Linked DNA regions of Hordeum vulgare: region 2 is linked to region 1. A link is a contact called in public Hi-C data. All regions are on one chromosome and are shown on one strand. The core of a region is the stretch at or near the end of the contact, and the rest is flanking DNA. Distances in the headings are between cores, read along the strand shown.

Region 1 (4,096 bases), core at 508-3,007:
CTTTGAGGCAACCTCAACTCAATAAGAGTTTAGATACAGATTTTTGCTTATCCAGCCAAACTTTTATTTTCTCTTATTGATATATGTATAAAAATGCCTATCCTTCTACTGAAAAATTGACGGGCGCTTGAGATCTGAACTCAAACAAACCACAAACACATTAGGCCTAAGAAAAGAAAAGCTCAACACACTTCTTTCTTGCAATCTAATAAGATTCATATATTCAATTTTGTATCAATATTTTTCAAAAATTAAAAGACAAGCGCAAACACGAAAAAGCACATTACTTCAAAACATTGTAAACACATGCATACAAACTACTGCAAACTCCTAATAATTACAAGAGACAAATTAGACGGGCGCGGCAACGCGCGCCTTCAACGATCTAGTATGCTCTAACACCTTCAAGACATCATCTTTACGAAGAGAGGCGACAACAAGGTTGATCAATACTAAGTCAACGAGTGAATCAAGTTGATCAACACACAAAGCGTATAAGATGTACCGAGAGGGATTAAGTGATCCCATGAAATGGTAAATATTATCCATTATGCTTTGTGTACTAATGAGGGTCTTCGTGAGAATTCTATGTGTGGTTAGGTATATTTCCATAGGCTTGCATCAAGAGAAAGATCTCATACAACCAATGGAGGATGACATTAAGTGGTAATCATCATCAAGATTGCGATGTGCAAATCCAAGTGAAGCATCAAGAAGATATCATGCTTGAAGCTTGCCGTCCATTGTGGTGGTAATGGATTTGTAAAGATTCGTTCAAGAGTGACTCATCCATAATGAAGTATGGGGGAGCAATCTACTAGTCTTCATCGAGCCGGCGAAATCAAGAAAGATGATCCATCTCGAGGAGGACAACATCGCCATCATCTTGCTTAAGTGGACTATGCTCAAGGCAAATCTTTGTCTTTGATAGATTTTCTATTTTACCGGTGTGAGTGCATGCATGCTTGTGTGTGTGATCCATTGTGTAGAACTGCGAAACATGAAAACAACAACAATGAGTTCGCCTTCTTTTATTTTAATTAGCCTCTAATTTATTTTGACAATCTTTCCTTTCCACACTTTGACCAATTTAATTTTAACGGTTTTGCTGGAGATGCTTCGAGTTGTGGAATCACCGGGAACAATTTTTCATATTTTCCAACGTTCACTCTTTTTCTGCGTAAGTGGGTAGCCATGCACGGAAAAGAAAATCGTAGCATGTGGCACCAGCAGCCGGCTGGTGTCGCCCGGAAGACCGAGGTTTCGAGAAACAATCAATCGGTCTCTCTACCGTAAAACACCCAAGGATTTAATTTAATTAAATTCAATCCATACTTACTAAATTATTAGGCAAACAGAAAAGGAAACCCGTGTGCGAACACGCGCGGCATTTGCACCCCATCTCCAGTCCCAGTTTAGTTTTGCGCCGTGGCGACGCGGTCTCGCGATTTGCGTGCGTGCATGCGGTAATTGAGCCGGATTTTCGGATAAGAATAGATAATCCCGCCAGCCTGTCTGCGCGCACCCTGCCGTGGAACTCTCCAGGCGCGACGGGGGCTTCGCTCCAGCTGTACCCCACTCCCTGCACCCACCGCACGGGCCCGTACACGTGGACCGCCCTCCGGTCGCCCACACCCATCAGCCCCCCGTGCAGCGGACAGCGTCCACGGACATCCCGTGTTAATGGCGGCCATTAATCCACATAGTACCGCACCGAGATATTATCGCTGAGCATTAATGAACGTGCCCTCCGAGATATTATCGCTGCCGCGAAGCGTCACAGACAGGTCCATCCCGGAAGGTATAAAAGAATGTAATTACCAAGTAGTTTCAGGGGGTAGAAAGGCAGCCCAGCCCACGAAACCCTATCTACGGCCCATTAACCACCCCCCGCCCTCTCGCCGTCTATTTATTCCCTTCGCCGACGCTTCCTCCGTCCGTCCTTCCGGTTTTATTTATCTCCCACCTTTCCTCTCCGACGACGCATTCATTCATCGCTTTTCTGTGAAGCGGAACAAATTCCCGGAGGATTCCATTCGTAGACGGGCGGCTGTGATCACGAGCTTCCATTACGGGCGCGGAATCATCGGTGATCGGCTTCTTCGCGGGATTCGGTTCCATCTACATACTACTACTACTACAAAGGGTGTCTGAGGTCGTTGCGACTGGAGGAAGCGGGGAGCCATGGGGGCGGGGGTCTCGAGCTTTTTATTCGGCGTTGGCGGCCCGGCGGCGGAGGCTGCGCCGGGTGCTGCGGGCCTGGGCGACCTGCCGGAGCTCTGCGCCGCGCAGGTGCTGCTCCGGCTCGACGCGCCGGAGATCTGCCGCCTCGCGCGGCTCAACCACGCGTTCCGCGGCGCCGCGGGGGCAGACTTCGTGTGGGAGGCCAAGCTGCCGGAGAACTACCGCCACCTCATCGGGTACGTCGAGGGCGGGGGCGAGGAGGGCAGGCGCCGGCGCCGCCGGGCCGGCACCAAGGAGATCTACGCCAGGCTCTCCAGGCCCGTCTCTTTCGACGACGGCACCAAGGTTAGATATTCTTCTACATGAATATAGGTCCCTTTCCATGTGCTTGTCTATGATTTTTTTTTTCTTTTTTGCAACGCAAACAAGACCCCTCATGAGCTTGTCTATATGATTTTGGCCAATCAGTTTTGTGCTTGAATCATTGTTATTATTTACCGAGTCTGATGTCTTAATCCACGTATCTGTTTAGTACTAGCCAAATATTGACATCTGAATCGTTTCAGAGTTAATTAGTGTCAAGGGGAAGAACTCATCTAAAACTATTTTGAAACAATTTCAGCACCGAAAACTATCTTGGTTCCCTTTTTATCTATAGGAGCTAGAACTATTTTTAGTGCTAAATGGTTTATATTTTGTGTGCTTTGTAATTGCAGGAATTTTGGCTAGAGAAGAGCAAAGGTAGGGTTTGTATGGCGCTATCCTCCAAAGCTCTGGTCATAACTGGCATCGATGACAGGAGATATTGGACGCACATGCCGACCACAGAATCAAGGTAAAAACTCGATCTCGCGCTTACAGTTTGTGCCAGAAAGATGTGATGTTTGGGTTGCAACTTGCAATTGAATGACGTAACTACATACTTAATGGCGAGATTGAGCTGTTCGTCTTTTGTTGTAGAAGATGGGACAGAGTTGGACTTGCACGTCTACTTCTGCATTTTAGTCCAACTTGCACGTCTACTTCTGCATTTTTCTTCCTCGGAGCACACAAGGCTTTTGAAAATTATGCCCCTGTACATTTAATTGTCGCTGGTTTAGTCCAACTCTGTACCGAATCAGCTACAATTAATATGGATTTGAGGGAGTACGCTGTTCTCATTTCTTGTTTAAAATACACTCACTTTGCCTGTTGCTCTGATAGACACATAAATTCAACATAGACGAGTGATGTCTGCCTTTATCTTACCAGTGCTATCAAAACGTAACTTAGATGTAGTCCTTCCAACTGATGGCACGAGAAGTATGTGCCTACTCTGCCAGTGGAAGATATTGACTCCTCACACAGATGTAATTATATTCATCTGTGCAATATCTTTCAATGTAATTATATTCTAACACAGCAAAGATGCATGATATCTTGTTCCTAGAACGGTTATCTGACCTATGTGTACCCATTATGCTCATGCAGGTTCCAGTCCGTGGCATACCTTCAGCAAATCTGGTGGTTTGAAGTGGTTGGAGAGCTTGATTTCTGCTTCCCTGTGGGAACCTACAGTTTGTACTTCAGGGTTCATCTCGGGAAGTTCAGCAAGCGGTTTGGACGCCGTGTTTGTAGCACTGAGCACGTCCATGGTTGGAACAAGAAGCCGGTGCGCTTCCAGCTCTCCACCTCGGACGGCCAGAATGCATTATCTCAATGCTACCTGGACGAGCCCGGGAGTTGGGTTCTGTACCATGCAGGCGATTTTGTTTCCTCGAAGCCAGGCCAATCACTTAAGCTGAAGTTCTCCATGGCGCAGATCGACTGCACGCACACGAAAGGTGGCCTGTGTGTCGACTCGGTGCTCGTGTACCCCAAGGGCTTTCAGCAGGAGAAGGTGGTGACCGGCAAGATCTCGGAGATGAGATCG
Region 2 (4,096 bases), core at 1,164-3,663, 230 kb after region 1:
TGTCTCTCGCAGTACAAAAAAAGGAAAACATGTTTTTCCTTTTCCGAAAAGCATGACCGCGTCTCTCATGAAAAAAATCAATGCCTTTCATAATAAAAAATGAAAAAGAAAACATATTTTCCCCTTTTTTATCTCTTGCGAAAGCAAATCCATGTCTCTCGTGGAAGACAAAAAACACGTTTTCTCACGATAATTTTTTTCTCGAAATATTTTGTGTCCAAAAACTAAGATTTTTTTATTTAAAAGCCAAAAAACGTACAGAAAAATAAAATAAATCTGAGAAAACATCCAAAACGCGGCACATGACCACAGGGAAAACGCAGCTAAATTTGTTTAATATTGTATTTTTTAATTCTTTTTGAAAAATAATGCGCCCATTTGAATATTTTCAGAACTGGGCCTGCCTCGGCCCTGGCGTGACCGACAGGTTGCTGTCGGCGTCGGGGCGGCCGACAGGGGGCTAGTCGACCTAGTGGTGGCCGATAAGTGCCTCTCGGCCACGTGGCGGCCGACTACTGGCCAGGCCACGTCGATAGGCCAGTCGGCCCCTGCCTGTCGGCCCTGGCGTAGCCGATAGGGCTATCGGCCTGGGGAGGCCGACTAGTGGCCAGCCAGCCGACCCAGCCCCTCCTCCTCTCTTCCTCCTTCCTCCTTTCTTCCTCCTTCCTCTTTCTTCCTTCTCCTTTCTACCTTATCTCCTTTCTTTCTTTCTCCTCCTACCTTCTCCCCCACCCAAAAAAACTGCCATTTCCACTTTTTAAACCGTACATTTGTTGTGTACGGAGGAGGGCATCCGAACTATCCTTCTCACTCGCGATGGGGTAGTTTGTGGTGCTTGTTTTGAAGCTATTTTTGGTGGTGGTGGTGGAGGTTGAGGTGGAGGTTGTAGTGGTGGTGGTGGTGGTATGGGTGTAGTTGTTTGTTTTGGTGGAGTTGGAGGTGGTGGTGTGGGATTAATCTCGGTGTTCGTCAAGAGTCGTTCGTCGTTCATCGTTTCTGCGCACGCTTCAAGGGTAATTTTTTGTTGTTGTTTAAATAGTTTTAGGTGCTCCGGTAGATTAGTATAAATTTAGTTGTTTAATTGGTTGTAGGTGCTCCGGTAGATTAGTATAAATCTAGTTGTTTAACTAGTTTTAGGTGCTCCGGTAGATTAGTATAAATTTAGTTGTTTAACTAGTTTTAGGTGCTCCGGTAGATTAGTATAAATTTAGTTGTCTAACTAGTTTTAGGTGCTCCGGTAGATTAGTATAAATTAAGTTTAGTAAATGAAGTAGTTTAAATATTTTAAGGTTCTCCGATAGATTTGGAAAATATATTTCGGTTTGTCGTTCTTTTAATTTTTTCCTTGTTGAATAATATGTTAGGTCAGCAGAGATGTCTGATTTAGTGACGTTATGTTTGCACTATGGTCGTGGTACCGTTCAAACAAATGAGATGGGAGCTGATCTTAGTGAATTTCAGTACACAGAGGTGCAGGTGTCCTCCCGTAAAACATGGTCTGTTACTCAGTTGAGAGAATGGCTTGCGCGATGTTTAGAGTTCAATACTGAAACACACACCGTCGGTGTTCATGCATTATGGACCCGGTCCACTGGTAATATTTTCTGGTATTTGAAGCATATAGAGCGGGACGACTAGTGGGTGCGCTTGTTACAATCTTGCGAGCGTAGGGGATGTCATCATGTGGCCTTACTTCTCCCCGTGGTAAAGCCGGTTACTAAACCTGAAGTGGAACGTAGCTCTGAATATGGTGAGAGCAGTGTAGGGATGCATGATTCACACTCAATTGATGCGTCCCATGCTGGGGATGATTTTTACAAAGCAGGCCAGATTAGTCAGGCAGAAGGGGGAGATGCAGATGATTATCTCAGCGGTGAGGCGGATGCCGACGAGATAGATGGGCACATGCAAAACGAGATGCATGAAGAAGATATAGCGGGTGATATTTCCGATGGATCCGCCGAATCAGATGGAGAAGAGCACGCACATGAAGTGCCTATTCCTGCATCATGGAATCAGGACTTCTCATCTGCAATGTTGGTGAACGACGGTCATGATTCTGCCTGACAGTATCATCAGAACAACATTGCAACAGGTGCCCTCTACCCGAACAAACAAGCTCTGAAGGATGCCATCCTTAATTGAGCAATGTCCACTCAAAGGGTATTTGTAGCTCAAGTATCTTGTCCGGATAAGTTGACAATGGTTTGTAGAAATCAGGGTTTTCCCGCAAGGGTACATGGATATCTTTCTAAGTACGACACAAGCTGAATCATAAATAATTTAGTTAGTCATAATTGTATTATTCCATGCATCCCTCAAGATCATCCAAACCTTACTTTTGAATTTTGATAGCTCGCAGTTGTGCGTTGTCAGTCCATTTTAAACGACCCTCGGGAGGCTTGAGCGCTCTGGGCGTTTCGGCCTTTGGACTTGTTGTTCCCGTACCCGTGGGCCACAATTTGCGACATTCGGGGCCTTGTAACCTGAGGGTGCGCAGAGCCGCATAGCGCAGCCGCTGCGACCTGCCACCATCCATCCGCCATGGCTCTCCTGGTCCGTGCACCGCCGCTTCTTCTCCACCTACAGCCTTCCCCCACCACCGCGCAAGCTTTATTCGTCCGGCAAATCGCACCCACACCCCGCCGCCGTTCCCTCTCCGCACGCGTCCGCGTGCGCGCCTCCAACTCCGACCCTCCGCAGCAGGTCAACCTCTCCGTCCTCCGCTTCACCCTCGGTACCCTCCTCCCCTGCCACCCGGCCTCCATCCGCCGCCGAGCTGGTCGCTCTGAACCACTCGAAGGGCGCGTTTTACGATATCTCACACGCGGCGCGGCACCATCGCAGGGATCCCCGGGCTGGACGAGTCGTACCTCCCGCGGTGGATAGGCCTCGGCTTCGGCGCCCTCGTCCTCCTCAACCACCTCCTCTCGCCGTCCCCAACTCCCGCGCAGCTCGTCTGTTACCTCTGTACCTTCGCCCTGATAATGCCCAACCGTATTTCACATGCCTGATTAACCGGTTACGCGAAATTGCAGAGGTCGGAGGCTCTGGGGCTGTGCCTGGCCGCGTTCTCAGCGGCGCTGCCGTACCTCGGGCGCTTCCTAGAGGTGGGATGCGTCATTGTGTGGCCGGAGTGGTACATTGGGTTCGCGCGGTGAATGCTGGGAAATGAGGATGATTTGGGAATTTTGATTGTTGTAGGGTGCTGGTGCTTCCAGCCGTGTGCCGTTGCCAGAAGGGAGCAGGCAGGTGTTTGTGATTCCTGATGATCTGTCAACGGCGCAGAAAGAGGATATGGCCTGGGCGACATATGTTCTGCTTCAGAACACAAACACCACATCAGTGGTATGTATTTAGGTGTTTCTCAGCCGTATAGACTTGAATCAGTATTAAATTTTCGGTGGGAGCTGACTGAATTGTGATGCCTTAAGCAGTTGTTTTTTTCCCGGGTACTTATGATTCAGATTCAAGCTGTTGTATTTGATGAACTTAAATATTTAGCATTGTGGATCTGATAGTCTCGTGCCTTATTGTTTTGTCAATCTTAATCCATGTTATCCTGGCTTGCCGGCAAATAGTAATCGCAGAGGAAAAAATTGAGTTACTGTAGAAAACCCCTAGGACTGTTCCAATGTAGTGTTTGGTTGAGTTTGCTTCTTTCTGGTGTATTTAGTAGTCCCTCCATTCGGAAATAGATGATGTCTTAGACACTGACATGTTATCCAACATGTATCATGATATGTTAATGGAAATACGAAATCTATACTGTGAAATTAATCTCAATGATAAATCTATTGACATTATCTTCACCTTACCAGTCTAATTGTGTTATTTTATTTACAAGCAGTTAAATCCAGAAAGTATTAACTTCACGCACTCTAGGAAGTCATGTACTTTTTGGTTGAGGTTGCTCCTTTTTTTGGTACATTTTTTATCGGTTCTTTTATTCGTGTATGAGTAGTGGATAATGTGAGGGTGCTATGTAGGAGTTAAAGATATGGATTATGGAGCAATTGCACGGGCAGCAATGTTTGCTTGTTACGAAATTGTCAATTGTGTGATAATGTCTAGCACGATTTGCTACTTGTTAGAT

Evidence for each region. Hi-C and Micro-C count contacts between places; a contact is called where the count stands out from the background.
Region 2: a Hi-C map of seedling shows a contact between it and region 1, with 5 times the contacts expected there. The contact joins the promoter of LOC123435110 here to the promoter of LOC123435094 in region 1. A contact is called at or near these places in 3 of 6 Hi-C or Micro-C datasets (leaf and seedling).

What each region holds. Positions count from the first base shown.
Region 1 is chr1H:342,477,751-342,481,846 of MorexV3_pseudomolecules_assembly, forward strand. It overlaps LOC123435094 (F-box protein PP2-A13-like), which reads left to right and starts at 1,758. Exons shown (of 3, transcript XM_045115549.1): 1 at 1,758-2,529; 2 at 2,901-3,019; 3 at 3,655-4,096. The coding sequence starts at 2,185.
Region 2 is chr1H:342,706,675-342,710,770 of MorexV3_pseudomolecules_assembly, forward strand. LOC123435110 (protein COFACTOR ASSEMBLY OF COMPLEX C SUBUNIT B CCB2, chloroplastic) reads left to right here and starts at 2,414. Exons shown (of 7, transcript XM_045115550.1): 1 at 2,414-2,737; 2 at 2,848-2,957; 3 at 3,039-3,110; 4 at 3,205-3,348. The coding sequence starts at 2,545.